Linked DNA regions of Sus scrofa: region 2 is linked to region 1. Evidence: chromatin contacts called from public HiChIP or PLAC-seq data. All regions are on one chromosome and are shown on one strand. Each heading gives the region's core, a stretch centred on a gene start, on an enhancer-like site or on the middle of the called end of the contact. The rest is flanking DNA. Distances are from core to core; before and after follow the strand shown. Region 1 overlaps TTC21A (tetratricopeptide repeat protein 21A). Region 2 overlaps LOC110256577 (a long non-coding RNA gene).

Evidence for each region. HiChIP or PLAC-seq counts read pairs in DNA pulled down with a chosen protein or histone mark.
Region 2: an H3K27ac HiChIP or PLAC-seq map of alveolar macrophages shows a contact between it and region 1. The contact joins two enhancer-like sites. A contact is called at or near these places in 3 of 47 Hi-C or Micro-C datasets (embryonic fibroblasts, fetal heart ventricle and liver) and 1 of 2 datasets of contacts at active chromatin or transcription factors (alveolar macrophages).

The regions. Positions count from the first base shown.
Region 1 is chr13:23,812,066-23,818,887 of Sscrofa11.1, reverse strand. It overlaps TTC21A (tetratricopeptide repeat protein 21A), which reads right to left. Exons shown (of 28, transcript XM_021071679.1): 9 at 5,915-6,104; 10 at 1,521-1,618; 11 at 1,167-1,367; 12 at 536-665. Among named protein-coding and RNA genes, the nearest start is that of TTC21A, 18 kb to the right of the region's middle. Within about 2 kb of position 4,072, at least 7 of the 83 cell types and tissues checked have an H3K27ac peak or open chromatin away from gene starts, as enhancers often do. A contact at or near this core is called in alveolar macrophages, where this site is marked.
Region 2 is chr13:23,971,479-23,978,300 of Sscrofa11.1, reverse strand. It overlaps LOC110256577 (a long non-coding RNA gene), which reads right to left. Exons shown (of 4, transcript XR_002338218.1): 3 at 994-1,112. Among named protein-coding and RNA genes, the nearest start is that of CX3CR1, 17 kb to the right of the region's middle. Within about 2 kb of position 4,025, at least 14 of the 83 cell types and tissues checked have an H3K27ac peak or open chromatin away from gene starts, as enhancers often do. A contact at or near this core is called in alveolar macrophages, where this site is marked.

The DNA.
Region 1 (6,822 bases), core at 2,823-5,322:
GTCTGCGACCTACACAGCTCATGGCCATGCCGGATCCTTAACCCAATGAGCAGGGCCAGGGATCGAACCCACATCTTCACGGATACCAATCAGGTTAGTTACTACTGAGCCACAATGGGAATTCCTTGACCACTTTTTAAAAACTAGAACCTGCCATCCAGAACCCCTTCCCTGGCTCTCATAATCTCCATTTTTGCAATCATTGTCCTAACGACAATACTACGTTTATTGTCTACGTCCCCTTACAAACTCGGGGATGGAATTTTTGCCTGTTTTGAGTACTGCCGTCCCCCAGGATCAGAGCAGCGCCCCCAGGATCAGAGCAGCGCCGGCATGTAATGCAATTTCAGTGGCTATTACCTGGCACAGATCAAGTAAGCAATTAGCAAAAGGCCAGGTGGGAGAGACCCCTGCTGGTGAGAAGTCAGGAAGGTGTCAGGGGTAGTTGGGTGAAGCCACAAGGAGTGGGCCGACCTGGTGAGGGTGTGTGTGTGTGTGCGTGCGCCCCACCGACCACAAGGACCCACAGGCTCACCTGAGAGATACTTGACCTGGGCCATCACATACAGCGGGTCGATCAGAGCTGGTGCTACCTTGACTACAGGATTCAAGATTGCAGTGACTTGTTTGAGAAGCGGAGACACGATCTGGCCTGGAGACCGGGGCTATAGGAATATGAGGGTCTGCCTGTATGGTGTGCCCTATTCCAAGAGAGACTCCTGGAACGCTTAGAGAACACTCCTGAAGGAATCTTACTTTATTCCACATGTATTTACCATCTCTTTGGTACTACCTATTACTAAAGCCATTGTGCTTTAGTTTTGTTCACTGTTGGGTCCCCCCCTACCTAGCATGGCATCTGGTACATGGTAGTGCCATCAATAAATATGTGTGGAATGACATTACAAGGCATGGGGGGGGTGGTTACTAAGGCATGTAAGTAATGATCCTTGCTCACAAGAAATCTTGATTGGCTGGGAAAGCAAGACAAACAAAGACCAACATACTTCTTAGAAGACATCTGGAAAAAAGGGAGCCCAGTTCTTCTCTAGGATAAAGGCAGGGGCAGGGGCTGGTGCCCTGCTCCTCCAAGTGTGGTCCCTGGACCAGCCTCTATCCAGATCTGTCCTCCAGATCCCCCACAATCAAATGCCCCGTCCTCTAACCTGCTTGGGGCAGAAGAGCAAGTACTCCTTGGCGATGCAGACCAGGAAGAGGGGGTCAAGCCTTTCCAAGTACTCAGAGCCCAGGGGGAGGGCCCGCATGCTGGAGAAGTGCAGCTCGGCGGCCTCCTTCAGCAGCGCCGTGACCTCCTGCTCCCCCTTGTGCTTCCTGGATGCCAGGAGGGCTTGGAGGAAAACCAGCACCTGTGGGAGGCAAGCCCAAGTTTTGGAAGCAACATCTGCTGGGCAGAGGGTGAAGCAGAAGCCCAGGCTGTTTTGGCTGCTCTACAGGAAACGGTGAGGGAGGAGGGTGGGGACACCATCCTGGAACAACCCCAGCCCCCAGAGAGCTCTGACCTCAGACTTCCCAAGGGACTGCTGCACCTCCTTCAGAAATTCCAGCTGGTGCTCAGCCTCCTCTAGGTGACCCTCTAAGATCTGGCACCAGGTGATTCCTGGGATGGGACAGAATAAGGATGAGCAAATGCTCTGAAGCAGAGCCAGTAGGACAGTGGGCCAAGGGGAAGTGATGGGACAGCAGATAGCAGGGGACCTTTCCAATATCTTCATGAGGAGTAATACATGCTCGTGATAAAGAATTCAAATCGTGGAAGTTTCCTTGTGGTGCAGTGGGTTAAGGATCTGGCATAGCCACAGCTGTAGTGTAGGCTGCAACTGTCATGTGGGTTTGATCCCTGGACCAGGAACTTCCACATGCTGAGAGTGTGCAGCCAAAAAAATTCAAACCATAAGGCAGAGTTTGCATTGTGGCTCAGTGGATTAAGAACCCAACATAGTGTCCCTGAGGAAGCAGGTTTGATCCCTGGCCTCACTCAGTGAGTTGGGGATCCAGTGTCGCTGCAAGCTGTGGCACAGGTAACAGATGTGGTTCAGACATGGCATTGCTGTGGCTGTGGCTGTGGCGTAGGCTGGCAGCTGTAGCTCTGATTTGACCCCTAGCTGGGAAAGTCTGTATGCCACACATATGGCTGTAAAACGGAAACAAAACTAAACACAACAAAACCATAAGGCAAGAAAAAACATCCCTAAAGTTCATACCCTAGTTTTAACCATGTCTCTCTCTAGAAAGAACCAATATTAACAGTTTGGGGTATATTCCTTCAAACATCTTTTGAATTACTTATGTGTTATTAATACATGCCATATTCTCCCATCAGTTCACACAAATCTACCCCACTCTCTTTAATGACAATATAATATTCCACTCTGGTTGTAACTATTTATTTAGCCATTGCCCTACTGAAGGACTCCTCATTCCATATTTGGTTTCTTTTACAATGCCATGGTCAACATTTTTGTGTGTTCTAATTCCTGAAGTAGAGTTGATGGGTCAAAGGGCACGCATATCTAAAAACACTGATAGATAAAGACAGCCTGTCCTCCAAGGATATCTGAATTAATCCTACTGCCAAGAATTTGAAAGTGTGCTTTCCCCACAACTTCATAAACATGCTTACTCACTACCAATCTAAAAAGTGAAAAGTAAGCCTTTTTTTTTTTTTTTCTTTTTTTTCTGCACCCACACGTGAGGAAGTTCCTGCGCCAGGGATTGAATCAACGCCACAGCAGTGACAACTCTGGATCCCTAACTGCTAGGTCACCAGGGAACTCCCATAATAACTTATTTTAATTCACAGTTTTTTATTATTAGGGTAATTAAACATCTTTTCATATATTTAATGGCCTTTATTTTGCAACAGTGAATTTCCTTGTTCACAGCTTTTTTTTTTTTTTTTTTTTTTTTTTTTTTGTCTTTTGTCCTTTTAGGGCTGCACCTGCGGCATGTGGAGGTTCCCAGGCTAGGGGTCTAATTGGAGCTGTTGCTGCTGGCCTACACCACAGCCACAGCAACGCCAGATCTGAGCTGCGTCTGCGACCTACACCACAGCTCAGAGCAACACCAGATCCTTAACCCACTGAGCGAGGCCAGGGATCGAACCTGCAACCTCATGGTTCCTAGTCAGATTCGTTTCCTCTGTGCCACAATGGGAACTCCTTGTTCATACCTTTGCCTGTTTTTCTTTGGACTGATAGCTCTCTCTCTGTATATATATGTTTTCATATACATTCATATTTTCTTTATATATACCCTTTGTTACCTTTTCCATTAGTTTGCTTTTGGCCATTTTTTTTTCTTTTTAGGGCCACATGTGCAGCATATGGAAGTTCCCAGGCTACGGGTCGAATCGGACCTGCAGCTGCTGGACTACATCATAGTCACAGCAACTCAGAATCCACGCTATGTCTGAGGCCTACACCACAGCTTGTAACAATGCTGAATCCTTAACCCACTGAGCGAGGCCAGGGATCAAACCCAAGTCCTCATTCATCCTAGTCAGGTTCATTACTGCTGAGCCACAGTGGGAACTCCTCTTCTTCTTTACAAGACATTCCTTGGCCATTTTGGTGCATTTATTCCTGACTGTCTTCCTAATCACCATCTTGGTTTTCAATTGTATCCATTCTACAATTTGGCTCATCTACGGAATTTCTTACTTTGTAATCATATTTTTAATTTTCAGCAATTCTTTTTTGCTCTCTGTATTTTTTTCCTAGTAGCATGTTCTTTACTTACTAACATAATAACCTCTAGAGCCAGGCAACATGGGAGGTGTTTTGAGGAGGGAAGTCTTTTCTGTATCTGGCCTTGACTTTGCTCTTCAGAGAGCCACTGGTTTGCATGTTCCCCTCAGTGCCTTTTTCAAATTGCTAGCTTTATAATAAGACTAGAGGGACAGATATTAGCAACCAGGGAAGATTTCCCAAAGTGTTACGGTCATTGATTTTTATCAGGCCAGCTAAGATGGGTGAGCCCAGAACACACTGGAGAGGGCTCAGCCTAGGCTGGAGTGTGTGGAGCAGACATTTGGACAAACTGACTTCCCTTCTGGCTGACTGGCCGGGGCTTCCCCTTAAATGAGGAAGTGGGAAAGGACTCAGCCTGGCAGAGGAACATTTGGGGGGCATTTTGCCTATGTGCCCGGCATCGAAGTCTTTTTGTTCTTCATGTCCCTGATGGTGGTAGGACATCACTGGGGGCTCTGTCCTGCTCCCTCCTGCCCCATCACCCAGGAAGAGCCTCTTTGGTTTCATTCTCTTGGTCTTTAATAACCCTCTCGTTATCTTGGTGACTGCCCCATGGCATGTTCTGTTCCCAGCCTTTGGGGAACCTGAGCTTATGTTTCTCAATTTTTGTTTTTTCCTTTTTTTCTCTCTCTTCTCTTTTTATGGCTGCACCTGTGGCATATGGAAGTTCCTGGGCCAGGGGTCGAATCAAGCTACAGATGAAGCCTATACCACAGCCACAACAATGCTGTATCCAAGCCACATTGCAACCTATGCTAAAGCTTGTGGCAACACCAGAACCTTAACCCAGTGAGTGAGGCCAGGGATTGAACCCACATCCTCAGGAGACAATGTCAGGTCCTTAACATACTGAGCTAGAACAGGAACTCCAAGTCTACTCATTTCTTGAGCTGACCCATCTCTGCCCATGCTGGCTTGTAGACTTCTAGAGCTGCTTGGAGCTTCCATGTACTGGGTGCAGTCTGCTTTCTATCTTCTAGATATGCAAAGTTCTGGTCCAGTAAAGGCACTTTTCCCTGTTTCTGGGCTGCAGTGAGGACTGATTATTATTGTTACTATTATTATTATTTTTTTTAGGGCCACACCTGCAGCATATGGAAGTTTCCAGGCTAAGGGTCAAATTAGAGCTACAACTACTGGCCTACACCACAGCCACAGCAATGCAGGATCTGAGCCATGTCTGCGAACTACAGCACAGCTCATGGCAAAGCCAGATCCTTAACCCACTGATCGAGACCAGGGATTGAACCCGTGACCTCATGGATACTAGTCAGGATCGTAATCTGCTGAGCCACAACGGGAACCCTAGGACTGATTATTTTTTTAAAACATCGCCCATGAGTTTTGTGGGATTTGGGGAGGGAGGAAGAGGCAATGACTGGGGAATCAGCCTGACACGCTGAATGGGAAATCAAGACCAACCACTCTGATTCCTTTTTTGATTGTGCTGACCACATGAGGAGCCTGGTATGTAGAGAGAAGTGACTTGCCCCAAAAGCCACAACTCCTCAGAGCCAGGGCAAGAGGCCAGCCTGCCTGGACACGGGTCATAAGGCTAGCTCTACTAAAATCAAACACTGTTGTGTCAGCTTACACTAGAAACCACAGGTTTGAGGGTTCTGTGTAAAAATGAAAACTGGATTCTGGAAAATTCATCTGACATTTATATAAAGTGTGTGTGTGTGGCGGGGTAGATGGGAAGCATTGGGATAGACAGAAAGTAAAACTGTCAAAATTACTCTCTCTGGTGGCCTTTCAGCTCAGGGGCCTGCAGAGGTGGATTCTACAGAGGGACAGCTGGAGGTGTGGGAACAGGGTATGCTAGGAGTGCTGCTGTCTCCAACACTGGCCTGGGGAGGCCTGAGAGGGGGAGGGGCCACCTCTGCATAATGGGTAGGGTGTGGATATCAAAGGTCTGATGCATATCAGAATGGCTTGGACCAATTTCAAGAATTCCTGTGCCTCTTAGGTCCATACTTGTGGATTTGTGGAAAGGCACCCCATCATACAAAGCACCCCCTAATTTGCACACCCTCTGGGGAGAATGCTTCCCAGCCACTGTCTTCTGGACCCCTGGAGGCCACCCTGCTTGGCTGACCACCCCCTCGCCCTGCCACACCCCACCCTGCCCAGCCTGCATTGACCTGTCATGGCCATGCCACTCTTGCTTAGTTTCATGGCCTCCGAGTACCATAGAGATGCCTCCTTCACTTGATCCCGCAGGATGAAGAGGTAGCCCAGCTCTGTGGCCACGTGGGCGTAGGAGGATGTGGCCCTGAAGGTTCGCTCGATGAAGCTACACACCAGTCGCAGAATCACCTGGTGCCTCCCACACTGCCAGGCACAGACAGTGAGAAACCGGTCAGTCCAGCCTGTCTGAGCAAGGTCGCATCACAAATGGGGGCCACTTTGGCAGCCCTGGGGGCGGGGGTTGCTCAGGAGAGCCCAAGAGGGACCCTGTGTCAGGCAGTCAGGTCCAGGTAGCTGTTCACCTCCCAAAGAACCCCCTGCTGGCCACACCTGTGGAACCTGCCTTCAGTCTCTGAGGGACCCGGCCCCTGTCTGGCCACAGCTGTTGTTCCAACAGCTCACCAGGAGGTTTCTCACAAAGTGGAGCTACATGAGAGAAACGTTTCGTGTCCCACTGATGGGAAGTGGCCTTGAAGGCTGCGAGCAGCCACATTCCCTGCCAGGTACGGAGAATGAGGCAGAGGGACTCAGACACAGTTGTGGAGGGAGAGATGATGTCCCAGTGGCCTCAACTCTCCAGAGCTAACCTGTCCTTATGGAGAGTCCTAGTAAATCTTGCTCTGGGCTGAAGGGTCTGACAGCGACAGAGTGTTTGGCCGTCTGGTCTGTTTGCACCTTGCCTGGTGTCAGAGTGGCCTAGGCAAGCCAGTCTCCCCAGGTATCTTCCACAAAATGAATATGGGAGTTGGGTACCCCAGCACCCTGAGGCTGAGAACAGATGTGGCTCTGCTCCACTGAGGCTGTGACGCTGCCCTCTCTCCCTAAATAGAGTGCCTCCCACTCAGACAGGCCTTCAAGATCT
Region 2 (6,822 bases), core at 2,776-5,275, 160 kb before region 1:
TTTCCAAATGCCCAATATTCCACTGGTTACTTCTCTCCTTTTCTCCTATCCCTCCTGTCCCAAGTTATTATCCTTGCATCTCCCTTTTCTACCCTCCTGGCTAGAATGCCATTTTCTTGACCTCTATGTCTTGGTTTCCTCTCTGTTTGGCTGAAGCACACCCTGCAGTAACTTCCTATGAAAGGAACCTAAGCAGTGCTTTCATTTAGTTCTTGCATGACTGAAGTCTTTTTTTCTGCTCTTACACTTGAGTGATAATTTGCTGGGAAAAAATTCTAGGCTGAATATCATTTTCTTCTAGAATTTTAAAGGCACTGCTCTGCTATTTTCAAGCAATTCCATCTGCTGTTGAGAAGTCTAATGGTTTTGTATTCTTCCTCTTTCTGAAGTGACCTCTCCCCACCTCCCCCCTCCTTTTTCCCCACCATGCTGTCCCCTCTTCTAGGATCTTTCCTTTATCCATAGACTTTTGAAATTTCACCACGTCAAATCTTAGTGTGACTCGTTTACTAGGGTGCACAAGATGATCACATACCCTGGGGTATCCCTCCTCACCTTGCCTTTAAAAATGCCTCCCTGAAATCTATCGGGGAGTTGGGGTTTTTTGACCCTGGACTCCTTACCTGGTGCCTTATGAAAAATGCTGCACTTCCCTTCATCACAACCCTGTGTTAGTAGATTGACTTTACTGCACATGGTCAAGCAGATCCAAGTTTGGTTTGGTAACACCTCAACAATGGCACTCTGCCATGATGACATTAATGACTGCCTCTGGATGGAGTGGAATCCACCTGCTAATAAGGTGCCAACTCATGGTTTTTTATGTTGGAGACTAAAAGTTTGTGTGTATGCCCAGCCTTAAAATCTCAGGCTTAGTACCTACTTCACCCCGCTCCTCTTCAGACTCTCTTTCAAAGTATGATCATGGCATCTTCTTCAGTCTTTTGCTAGTTTAATGGCTCCTAAACATTAGAGATACCACTGGAATCTTACCCATGTCTTGCGTTGTCCTCTCCCCAGCTGCTCATCATATCTTGAAATTGAGGTGATTCTCACCTTCTGTCCTCAAACACTTCTTTCCAAGATGCATCAGCTACTTGCTCCATCAAACCCTGTGGGGAAAGAGTCTACTGAGAGAGGGTGCTAGCAGGACAATCATTGTAATACAGTGTGACATAATTCACAGAAATGATATCGCATCACCTTTGCAACATCCATAGTCCATTAGTTAAAAGCAAATTGCAGGTCCTGTCCAGCTCAAGAGAAGGGGATCACACAAGAGAGTGAATAGCAGGAAGGGGGAGCACTGGACCATCTTAAGAGTCTGCCCACCAGAGTCTTCCAAAATCTTGGTTAGAGAGAGGCTCACACTGCCTCAATTGTGTTCCATGTGCCCTAACCTCTCCTTCATATCTTTCTCTTTCTCCTTTTTTTTTTTTTTTTTTTTTTTTTTTTTGCTTTTTAGAGCCGACCTAAGGTATATGAAGTTCCCAGGCTAGGGGTCTAATCGGAGCTACAGCTGCCAGCATATGCCACAGCCACAGCAACATGGGATTCAAGCCTATACCACAGCTCATGGCAACAGTGGATCCTTAACCCACTGAGCGAGGCCAGGGATTGAACCCGCATCCTCATGGATCCTAGTTAGGTTTGTTAACCATGGAGCCACGAAGGGAACTTCCACATCTTTCTTAAAGTTCATAAATTATTCTCCTGTATTTAATCTCAACTCCTCTGTTGCATTTTATATCTTCAGTTTGTAATTTTCATTTTCAGAATGTCTATTGCTTTTCATATGACACAAATTGTTTTTGATAGATGGCTTTATATCTCTTCATCATATTCCACTACCTTTCTTTATTTCTTTAAATACATTGACATATTCATTTTAGAGTCTTTATTTACAATTTCTGTATCCAAAGTCCTCATGGGTTTGGTTTTGAGGCTTGATTTTTTTGATTAATTCTGATTCATGCTGGCTTGGTTCTGTGTGCGCTTCGATTTTTTTTTTTTTTTTTTTTTTTGCTTTTTAGGACCACACCCATGGCAGTATGGAAGTTCCAGGCTAGGGGTCAAACTGGCGTTTATAGTTGCCGGCCACAGCCACAGCCACAGCAATGCCAGATCCAAGCCGTGTCTGTGACCTACACCGAAGCTCATGGCAACACCAGATCCTTGACCCCCTGAGTTAGGCCAGGGGTCAAACTTGCATCCTCAAGGATACTAGTTGCATTCGTTTCTGCTGTGCCACACGGGAACTCCTGTGCTTTGATTTTGATTGTGAACTCATATGACTTGGAGTGTTACCTATGGTTATGCCAGATAGCTTCAGTTTACTCCTCTAGAGTAAACCCTTTTCCATTCTGCTCTGCCCATTTGGATCTACTTGACCACATTAGGTATTTAACCTTCTGGATCCCTTCCTGTGAAGTTGCCTCAGCTTGACTGGGCTCCTCACCACAAGATCCCTGTGCCTCTCAAAGTTATCTACTGCACTCACTCCTGCTTCTAGTTCTGGAAATCTCTCCTTCCCTTTGTCCTTTTAAGCCTAAAGGTAGTAGCTCACCTTGCCCTTATAATGTGGGGTCCAGGTTACTGCACTTGTCCCTGTGGTGCATCTACGTGCCCATACCTTTGTAAATAGCAATTTATTAATCAACCATCTGTCTCTATAGATTTTAACCTGGACCCAGCTCAGGTGCCTCCCCAGGACTGCTCAGCCTCGCTGGCCTTCTGAACACTGGCTGCCTCCCAGCCAGAGCACCCCAGTGGGGGCCCATACGGTCCCCAGCATTCTAAGTGTAGGTCTCCACCTCCTGAGCCTCAATTCCTGGTACTGCCAGCATCTCAGTTTCCCCGGGGATGAGGTGAAGGCTGTTGGGCAGCCCCAGTCATGCCCACAGCACCAGGGACATGACAGCTCTGCTTCTAGGTCTGACCTGCCTACACCCATGGAGCCTCTGGCTTTCCCATCAGCTGCGCAGAGAGCTCAGGTTACACAACCCACAGATGCAGGGATGTGAATGCCAGGGGAATGTGGACCAAAGAGACAGAAAAACTGATGATTAAACTGCTTGTCTTTTGTCCTTGCAGGCAATGCTCTAGGAGGCAGCAGTTCCCTGGGGCCCTAGCAAAAGTCCCACATGACCAGGGGACCAGCCTTACTTTCTCATGAGGCTGTAGCCAGCTCAGGAATAAACCACTTTGTATTGCTTTTTCTCTCCTAACATCACTTCCCTTGAATCACACGCCCCAATATGGCATTTCTACACAGGCTTTGCCTAGGCCTTTGTTTTCTAGGGAAGGAGTTAAAACAGGCATTGAAAGGGCTGTGCTTTGGGGAATCAGGCTCAGTGTGGGCCTCAGACAGAGGTCATATCCTTCCCAGCCCAGACCTAGTCTCCATCCTCCTTGGGCAGGGGTTAAGCCATAAAGACCAGGCTCCAGACCTGAGGGACCACAGGGTGCCCCAGGCCATTCAGGTGCCACCTCCCCTCACCTCTCTGGATCGGCATCCTAGGCTCTGGGGACTCCCCTTACCTTTCTGCCACATTGGTCATTGATTTTAAAAGGTGTTTTAAAATAATTATCCAGTGTCTTAGGTGTTCTGTACCAGGAGGGCGCTTCTAGACCTTCTCATTGCCTAAATTACCTGGAAATTCTCCTTCTTTCTCTATTTATTTCTCTCCCTCTGTCTTTTCCTTTCATCCCTCCCAGGGTTTGGCATAGGTGTGTCTCTGGGAAGCCTCCAGTGGAATTCAAAGTTCTGCATGCCTTGTCCCCAGTCCCAGCTCAGGGCTCTGTGGAGTATATCTACAAGAGAATGTCATAAATCTGCTAGAACTGGGTAGTCAGTCAGAGAGCAGGCGCACTAGGTGTGCAGCCTGGAGAGGTCCTAGAGAGGACCTGGTCCCTCCTTCAAGTCATGCAGAGCAGGAAATGGGCAGGCACGCACGCGTGGGCTCAGCCTCCAGCCAGCCAGCTCTGCTACTCACACAGTTAGAGGGAGGGTAGAAAGAATGACTCAAAAGCGGTTTTGAAAATATCTGCCCACAACTACGGTTGGTCAACTGTTGCATGGCTCTGACTCACTGTACAAGGAAGCGTGTGCCCTTCCATCACAGTGAGGTTCCAAATGACATCATCTGTGAGATGTGGCATCAGCCTATGTGCCTCGAACATACTGTTCAGAATCAATTATCTGGCACATAGAGGGTCAGGAAAAAAGCAGCTGCCAATAAAGACAGAGAAGAATGAGCAGTTTTCAGGAATCCTCTGTGTGCCAGCTGCCTGCCTTTCTGCAGGTCCTCCCGACTGTTCTTCCAGCCCAGGTTGTAGTCAAAACCCAGCCTCCTGTACACCAGTACCAATTGAGTCTCAGAGACAGAATTTTGGGTAAAGCAGAAACAACAGCAGGCTTACACCTTCAAAACTGTGTCCTCCCTTTAGCAAGGGGTTTTATAGGTTTAGCTAAAAAAAAACCCAAGAAAACAGAAAACAAAAAACAAAAACAAAACAGGGCTGGTGAAAAGGATTAGGGTGCTTGCTTTCTTCTCCCTCCATAGATTATTTCAAAGTCATCAAGGCTGGAGTCTGGTGGTCTAGTGACTGTTTCTGGTGGTTCTTAGGGTTATCACACCTTGACTTTCTCCCTGCAGTGAAATTTGCTCACAAAAGGAAGGGGACTTTAGGGGGTGTTTCAAAGGAAAACACTAGGCCCACAATAAAACTCCAACTAGAAAGTAATCATTAGTAAAAGAAAGTATTTAAGCAAGGAAGAAATCATTTGTAAAAAGCCAGTTAGAGGAAGTTAGTGGGCCAAGGCAGGGCATAACATAACACAGACTGTTTTAACTAGTTTTTAGCTGTTACAGTATTTCGTAGTCATCAACTTTTTTTTTTTTTTGCACCCACAGCATATGGAAGTTCCCAGGCTAGGGGTCAAATCTGAGCTGTAGCTGCCGGCCACAGCCACAGCCACAGCCACATGGGATCCAAGCCGTGTCTGCGACCTACACCACAGCTCACAGCAACGCCAGATCCTCGACCCCACTGAGCGAGGCCAGGGACTGAACCCACATCCTCATGGATACTAGTCAGATTTGTTTCTGCTGTGCCACAGCAGGAACTCCCTTAATCATTAACTCTTGAGTCAGCCTTTTAAGACTGAGGGAAGGCCTGGGAGACTAAAGGAAAAGCCTTTTGCTTCACAACACGAGGACTCAGGGGCTTGTACACAGTCACTTAAGTGGGTATCCTGGGACCAGGTGCAGGGTCTCCAAAGATCACCCTTGGGATGGGAGCACAACTGCATTCAAGGAACTCTCAAAGCAATTCAAGAAGCTTTTCCATGGGGGCCTCCAGCAAAAAATGCAGACAGTTCAGGGGCGAGTCAAAGATTTTTAAAACACAACAGGTTCAGAAGTTCCTATAGTGGCTCAGCAGTAATGAGCCCCACTAGTATCCATGAGGACATGGGTTTGATTCTGGCTTCCCTCAGTGGGTTAAGGATCCAGCGTTGCCATGAGCCGTGGTATAGGTTGAAGATGCGTCTTGGATCCAGCGATGCTGTGGCTGTGTTGTGGGCTGGCGGCTACAGCTCCCATTCGACTCCTAGCCTAGGAACTTCCATATGTTGCAGGTGTGGCCATAAAAAGACAAATAATAATAATTAAAACAAGCCTTTTAGGTCGTATACATTTTTTAAGTCACCACTTCCTACTATCCTACTGTGTACTGAAATGTTTCTTTATTATTTCTATTAGCTATTTATTTATTTATTTGCTTTTTATAGCTGCACCTGTGGCATGTGGAGGTTCCCAGGCTAGGGTCAGATCAGAGCTGCAACTGCTGGCCTACACCACAGCCACAGCAAGGCAGGATCCGAGCCACATCTACAACCTACACCACAGCTCACGGCAACTTGGGATCCTTAACCCACTGAGTGGGACCAGGGATTGAACCCTCATCCTCATGGATACTAGTTGGGTTTGTTACCACTGAGCCACAATGGGAACCCCAGAATCCTCAACCCTTTTTAAGAAACCTTAACTTTTAGTGAAAACTAAGAAGTAATTATGGACTGTCTTTTACATTAGTATTCTGCAGATTGGTGAATATTATCTCTGTATCAAATGCCAATGATAATTTCTAAAACATTTGTTTTCTTATAGAGAACATCTCAGGGTGGCTCCAAATATAGTAAGTAATAGTCCTAAATACCTTTAGTCTCTGTTTAGTAATTAATGTCTCAGTATCTTATTTTATTTGGGAATGACCTAGCTATTCAATAAATTTTCATCTCTTAAACTGGCACAACTTTCGAACTTTAAGTTACCAAATATCTGGAGAGATCAACTTAAGCAGACATTTTAAAAATATAATTATTTTAAAGAGATTACCCCAAAGCTCTTATCTTGTTTACCTTTACTTTAAAGTTTCATCATATCAAGTGATTTTCCTTACTGAAAAATTTGCAGCCGATAAAGGTCTTATTTGACTTCTATTAAACCTGGGTACAATAAAAATATTATGCTTAGTGTTAATGACTCTACAGACATGTGTTGATTAGACCAACAAACTTATACTAACTTTAATAACAGCTATTAACTTATTGATTATAACCTGTGTTTACTTTTTTTTTTTTTTTTTTCTATTTTCCCACTGTACAGCAAGGGGGTCAGGTTATCCTTACATGTATACATTACAATTACAGTTTTTCCCCCACCCTTTCTTCTGTTGCAACATGAGTATCTAGACATAGTTCTCAATGCTGTTCAGCAGGATGTGTTTACTTTTCAATCAATTAAATAGAGCTCTTTA